Regions from separate parts of the Ovis aries genome. Here region 1 is linked to region 2. The links are chromatin contacts, called in public Hi-C maps. All regions are on one chromosome and are shown on one strand. The core of a region is the stretch at or near the end of the contact, and the rest is flanking DNA. Distances in the headings are between cores, read along the strand shown.

Region 1 (3,021 bases), core at 225-2,724, 37 kb after region 2:
CGAACTCCCTCCCCAAATCTCACTGCTCCAAGAAATGGCTCCTCAATCTCCTTTAAGAACGCAGGCCAGGAGCTCTGATTACTTGGCTCCAAAGCCAGCAAAGTTCAATTCAACTTCATATTCAAACTATGCCTCCCATGCTGAATTCTTTTTTTAGAAAAAAGGACATCCCCAAATTATCTCTCTCAACAGCTAAGCATAGAACAACCTGATAAAGTTACAACAACCCATCTACACCAAACTCTCAAACACCTGGTAGCACATTCAACTCTCCATCTGAACTGATGTCCTGTAAACACCACCTCCCTGCACAGAAGTCTGGCTTCCAAGCTTATTTAGGGAAACAGCAGGCCCGGCTCTTAAGTTAGAACTCTAGGCTATAACCGTGCTGTCCCAGGCTGTAGCTCTCACCAAGGCCAAACTTCACGGTCACCATTAAAACTCATTCTGAAGTTCACAAGTCGAAGAGCTTCTCAAATCATAGAGATTAAAATACGCATTTTAAATCAGCAGCTGAGATGGTGTGAAATTAACTTGAAATTTACGGCAGAAGCCTTCTAAACCCAGAGAGCCATTTCTCCGAAGACATTTTCCCAAATATTCCTGCAGGTGAAGACGGTTTTCCAAACACTGAGTGAAAAGGTGAAAAGGTAGTAGCAGGCTTCCAAAGAAGCCCAAGTGCGTCTGTGTGTGAAGGGGTGACCCCAAGCCTCTGAGCTCAGGCTCCGGCGGCTGCGGCGCCCTTCCCCGCCTCCGGAGGGGACTCAACGCCCCAACCTCGGGATCTGACCAAGCTGGGAGGCGCGACCCTCGGTGGAAGCCCGGGAGGCAGTCCGCAGGCCGGCCGCACACGCCCACGGCCGACGCGCAGGCCCCGCGTTCCCGGGAGCGCGGGCCGGGCTGAGGCCTGGCCCATCGCCGCGGCGCGCAGCCCGGGCCCGGACTCTGGGCGCCCCCAGCCTGTGCCTGAGGGGCCGAGAGCAAAGGGCGGCTCTACCCGGGCCCCGCCGCCGCCTCACCCGCAAGGACGTCCGCGACCGTGTCCCGGCCCCGGGCCAAACAGCGAGCAGCAGCAGGTGTTCCTCGGGAGGCTCCGCCGGCGACGGAGATGGGGGGCCTGGGCTGGCAGGCTCGGCGGCAGTGCACGGGCGGCGCACTCACCGAGCGCCGCCGGGCGGGCCACGGCAGGTGCTCGCTCCTTCCGGCCGCGACACGCTGCCGCCGCCGCTGCTGCTCCCCGGGGACTCGGCGCGAAGCTCCCGCCGCCGCCGCCGCCGCCGCCGAGCCCCAGGAGCGCGAGCGCCGCACCGCAGCCTCCGCGCGAGCACGTACCGGGCGGCGAGAGGGCGCGGAGCGCGAGGGCGGGGCGCGCGACCGAAGCCTAGCAACCCCCTGACACGCGAGTGTCGCAGCCAATCCCGCGGCCAGCTCCGCGCGGCGCCGACCGGCAGTCCCCGCGACGCCCGCTTCTGCCTGCGTCGGCCGCCCCGCAGCGCGCCGCACCCGCGCACAGGCCCCGCCCCCGTCCGCGCCGCGCCGCTCATTGGTCCGCCACGCCCCCGCTCGAAAGGACACGCCCCCATCCTGGAAATCCCGCCCGCGGCCAGCCGGGTCGGTCCGCGGGACACGCCTTGGCCCGTCCGGGTTGCCCGGAGAGCTCAGGACCGGGGGTGGGGGAGGGGCTCCCCACCCAACCTCAGGCATTTGGGCGTCTGAGAGACATCCAGCCTCCCCGGGTGGTCAGGCTGGATAACTTGGCCTGGCCGCAACTGGCCACCCATAGACTGCCTTCCGCCTTCCTGATTTCCCTCAAACTCAGATCAGGTTATTTGTAAGCCAAGAAAACAATCAGGAAGCGTCCTCCAGATTGGAACGATGATGGCCCCGTTGCCCGACTCTTATATTGATGGGGAAACTGAGGCGAGGGCCGGAAGAACAGGAAGCCGGCCCCTCTCCGGGGGGCCTAGCCCCCAGCAGGCGGGCGCGTCCGGGAAGCGCCTCAGGCCTGACCCTCCTCCGTCCTCCTCCTCCTCCTGCCCTGAACACCCGGAATCCGATGCCTCCTCAGCCGCCAGAAATAGCTCTGACCCGCTGGCACTGGTCACTCGCTCGAGGCCCCACATTCTTTCAAGGAGTTGGGTGAATAAAGGGCTGGGAGTTATTGCTGAGGTCTGTCTCCCTTCAAGGAGAGGGTCCTAAAGACTCTCACTCTCCCCAGGGCTTACCTAAACCCACTATCTCAAAGGCCCCAGAGTCCACAGATAAGGGATGACTCTGGGGATGCGACCCGAGGTGGGCTCTGTTCCCCAAACCCTGTTCAGGATGGTTCCATCCCCTTCTGGGCCCGGGGCCAGCCTGGAATTCCAGGCCCGCACTCTTGTCAGCAAACATTCTGAACACAGAACTGGCTGCTGCCTGCCACGGATTCCTCCCAGAGAATCCCAACAGCTTTTGGTCTCCCCTGCTTTCTCCCCCTCGATAGGGAGAACTGGAAGAAACAAATTTCAGAGAGCAAAAAGAAAGCCTTGTCTCCAACACACATACCTGTTTGTGATTCTTTATACTTAAATGCAGAGGCTCCAAGCTTCATTCATTGGAAATGAACTGGAAAAAGAACTGAAAGCCGGGAAAAAGTCCCAAATTCCCTAATCATCCCTTGGATGTTAAGCCTAAAAAATGGATGGCCTCTCAAATCCAGTTTTAAAACTCTGCTGCTTCATAAAGGCTAAAAATGCAGGAATTTATTTGGGTTTATAAACAAAATTCTTTCATTCACTCCTTCAGCTTACAGAGTTTCCCACCCACCCACAAAGGCACACCAGACACTGCTTTGCAGCTTGAGATTCTGCTGGGTATTTTAGTGTCTGACTATATAATTACATATGTGTGTGTGTGTGTGTGTTAGTCGCTCAGGCATGTCCAACTCTTTGTGACCCCATGGACTGTAGCCTGCCAGGCTCCTCTGTCCTTGGGATTCCCCAGGCAAGAATACTGGAGTGGGTTGCCATTCCCTTCTCCAGG
Region 2 (3,306 bases), core at 309-2,808:
CTCTCCCCTCAGAAAAGCTGCAGACCACCTGTCTATGGCTGGGAACCACAGGCACACCCCGAAGGTCCTGGCACATGAAGCGACTGTGTGGTGGGCTCCTGTGCTGCTCCGGGTGAAGGCAACAGTCCTTCTGATGGACTCGACTTCCAGTTTCTGGGCCCCCGCCCCCTCATGGCACTGACTCACGTTCAGGGTGAGCCTGTGTCTGGCCGTGGACTATGACAATGAGACGAATCTGCTCCGCGGCCAAGCTCAACTTCTGCAGATGGTGCACATGGGCAGTCACATGGCCAGGCTGTGGGGAGATGGCACATGCCAACAGGGAGAGCCTCTGGCTGGAGGTCAAAGGGCCAAGGCTTTGCCCCCACATAGGGGCAGGAACCAGGGTGGACACACTTTGCTTTGCTGAAACACAATCATTGGTCCTGCTGCGTGACATTCAAAGCTCACACCAGAACACGTCCAATGCTACAAGGGCCAAGGCCACGGGATCATATGTTGAACACAACTTGTTCAGCCTAAAGGGTGCCCCTCTGGTCTGAGTTATGAAGCATTTTACCTGATGTTAACTGTTCTCATCTAAAAAAAAAAAACAAAAATTCATCATTTTCCCCCCAAACTAAGGGACAGCTGAGCATAATTATAACCACTAGTAAAATTCTCAGAATCAGTCCATCAACCCCAAGCCCTGAGATCAACCATTTTCACTCTGTCGTGTTCTTTCAGTCATCATCAGTAATTTTTCTTCCCCCTAAAACATAGAAGCCTATATATTCAGTAAGTATTTGAGCTGATGTGTCTGGGCAAATGCCATTCTGACGACCCACCCCCAAGGATGCCTTCCTTCGCCAACCCGCATTTCCCGGTGTGCCCTGCTCACAAGGGAGCCATTCAGAGCCAGGGAACACCCACTTGAGGCAGGAAGAAACTGCAGTTCATCTCACGCAGGCGGGGTGGCCGCAAAGCTCTCAAGCATCCAAAGAAATGCTCCTTTCATGAGCTCCCCTTCCTGGCCAAAAAGAGTGGCCATTGTTCTGCGGGGAACAATTGGGGGCCGATGCCAGCGGCTGAGAGCACAGTCCCAGGAAGGGCTGCTCCCAGTCTGCCGACATCTTGGGCTGGGAGAAATTCCACATTGTCTCCAGACAAGGAGACTGAAGGGGAGCAGGGATGAAAAGCCATCCTCGAGGGCACTATCAAAATGAAACATCGGGGGGGGGGGGGCCCAGAGGGGCAGCCCAATCGTTCTGTGAGACGCAGAGACTTCCAACTGCCCCAGAGAGGAGGGGTTATATAATCACCTTCCTTGGCCACTCCTGCCTGCGTGCGTGCTCAGTCACTGCAGCCGTGTCCGACTCTTTGCGACCCCAGGGACTCTAGCCCGCCAGGGTCCTCTATCCATGGATTCTCCAGGCCAGAACACTGGAGTGGGTTGTCATGCCCTCCTCCAACGGATCTTCCTGACCCAGGGTCTGAACCCATGTCTCCTGTCTCCTGCACTTGGCAGGCAGCTTCTTTACCACTAGCGCCACCTGGGAGGCCCTCAGCCATCCCTACACTCACTCAACTCAGGACAGGCGCCCTTAGGGAGCCGGCGCCAATCCTGTGGGAAGTCAGGAGGGTCACTTACACTATGGCCTACTTGGAACAGCTTCAGATCTGCCCAGTGAAGGCAAAGCTGGCTTCTGTGGGACCTCTCCCCACAGGACCTGAGAAATCTGCCTGCGTCGGGGTGGAGGAAAAGGGCCCCAATGCTGAAACTGAGCCTGAAAGAGGTGGCTGTGCCCGTGCTGACAGAAGAGAAAAAGCCAGTGGCCTGGGGTGGGTCCTGAGCTTGGCATATCTGTGGGGCAGAAAGGGGCTGCTGTGCTGAGACATGGCATGCACAGGGCAAGGGGAGAGAGGAGGCCAGAAGCCAGATCAAACAGGACTTAATTCTAAGCGCAGGGGGGATGGGAGGCCTGTTCTGAGCAGACTCGGACTTTACAAAGATGTCTCTTGCCTCGGTATGGAGAACAGACTGAGGGGTTAAGAACAGAGGCAGGGCGCCTGGGAAGAGGTGAGCAAGTGCTACTTTGGCTGACGGCAATGTTGATGGATATGACTTGGAGGTCACCCCAACAAGGCTCCTTGGGACCAAGATCTGAAATGTTCCTCACATACCCAAGAATATTGGGCAGCCATTAAAAGTTAGACTCCCAAAGAATACTTAAATAACAAAGGAGAAAAACTCAAAAGTACAGTGAATGAAAAAAGGTTTAAAAATATGATTTCAGGTCTGCCTAAAATGTCCGTGTGCCTACGTGACATGGATACTTATTGATGAATGCAGAAAATGATGTACATTAGTGGTAGGAACCACCATAGTTTTTTTTTCCCCTACCTTTCCTATACATTTACACATTGTTATTTTAACGGCATGAAAAAACTCCATTATGGTAAAGGCTTTTCAATCCTGTTTTACACATAGGGAAACCAAAGCTCCAGGAATGAAGTCAAGCTTTCTTTTTTTTTATTAAGTGTTTTTTGTTTTTTTTTTTTAATGTAGACCACTTTTAAAGTCTTCATTGAATTTGTTACAATATTGCTTCTGTTTTCTGTTTTGGTTTTCTGGCCACAAGGTATGTGGGAACTTGGCTTCCTAACCAGGGATCCAATCCACACCCCCTACACTGGAAGGTGAAGGCTTAACCACTGGACCACCTAGGAAGTCCCTGAAGTCAGGCCTTCTGATCTGATTCCCACCCCACACAACCCTGATGCTAAGACTGGGACGAAGAGTCACACAGTTTCATCTGTTTTTCTACAGGTTAATCAGCTACTAAATGGTCTGCTTTCCACAGATAAATATGCTCAGATAAAATCCTGTTTTCCTAATAAAATCTCTTTGCTCCCCTGGTGAGTAAGCCTGTTAAACATCTCTCTGCCAGCTACAGCAAATAGCCAGCTCGCTGTATCAACTCAAGGCAACTTTGGTCCAGAATAATCCATGTACAACATTCCAGTGGCCAACAGAACAAGGGTAATCAATCACTACAGGGTTTGGATAGTCCGAAGATGAAATGTGATGCTGGGTAAGAAATGTACTTCCAAAAGTGCCATTCTTCATCTAATAGTGAGACTAGAATCTGGCTTACTGGGCTATTATGAAGATTACATGGAAACCTTTTGCAAAGACTCTACAAGCCAGAAGGAGCTTCACAGAAGTGAGCTAGGATCTTCAGAAGTATGACTACCTCTGAAAACACGAGGCCACCCTAAGAGCAAGCTGTGACCTAAAGAGAGGGGGCCAAAAAGGGAAAGGAA

The links. Hi-C and Micro-C count contacts between places; a contact is called where the count stands out from the background.
Region 1: a contact with region 2 is called in a Hi-C map of muscle, with 3 times the contacts expected there. The contact joins the promoter of DAG1 here to the enhancer-like site in region 2. A contact is called at or near these places in 5 of 16 Hi-C or Micro-C datasets (liver, mixed tissues, muscle and 2 more).

What each region holds. Positions count from the first base shown.
Region 1 is chr19:50,709,026-50,712,046 of ARS-UI_Ramb_v3.0, forward strand. DAG1 (dystroglycan 1) reads right to left here and starts at 1,475. Exons shown (of 3, transcript XM_027957635.3): 1 at 1,333-1,475.
Region 2 is chr19:50,671,788-50,675,093 of ARS-UI_Ramb_v3.0, forward strand. The region is part of intron 2 of DAG1 (dystroglycan 1); the gene reads right to left. Among named protein-coding and RNA genes, the nearest start is that of BSN, 22 kb to the left of the region's middle. Within about 2 kb of position 1,559, at least 6 of the 54 cell types and tissues checked have an H3K27ac peak or open chromatin away from gene starts, as enhancers often do. A contact at or near this core is called in liver and muscle, where this site is marked.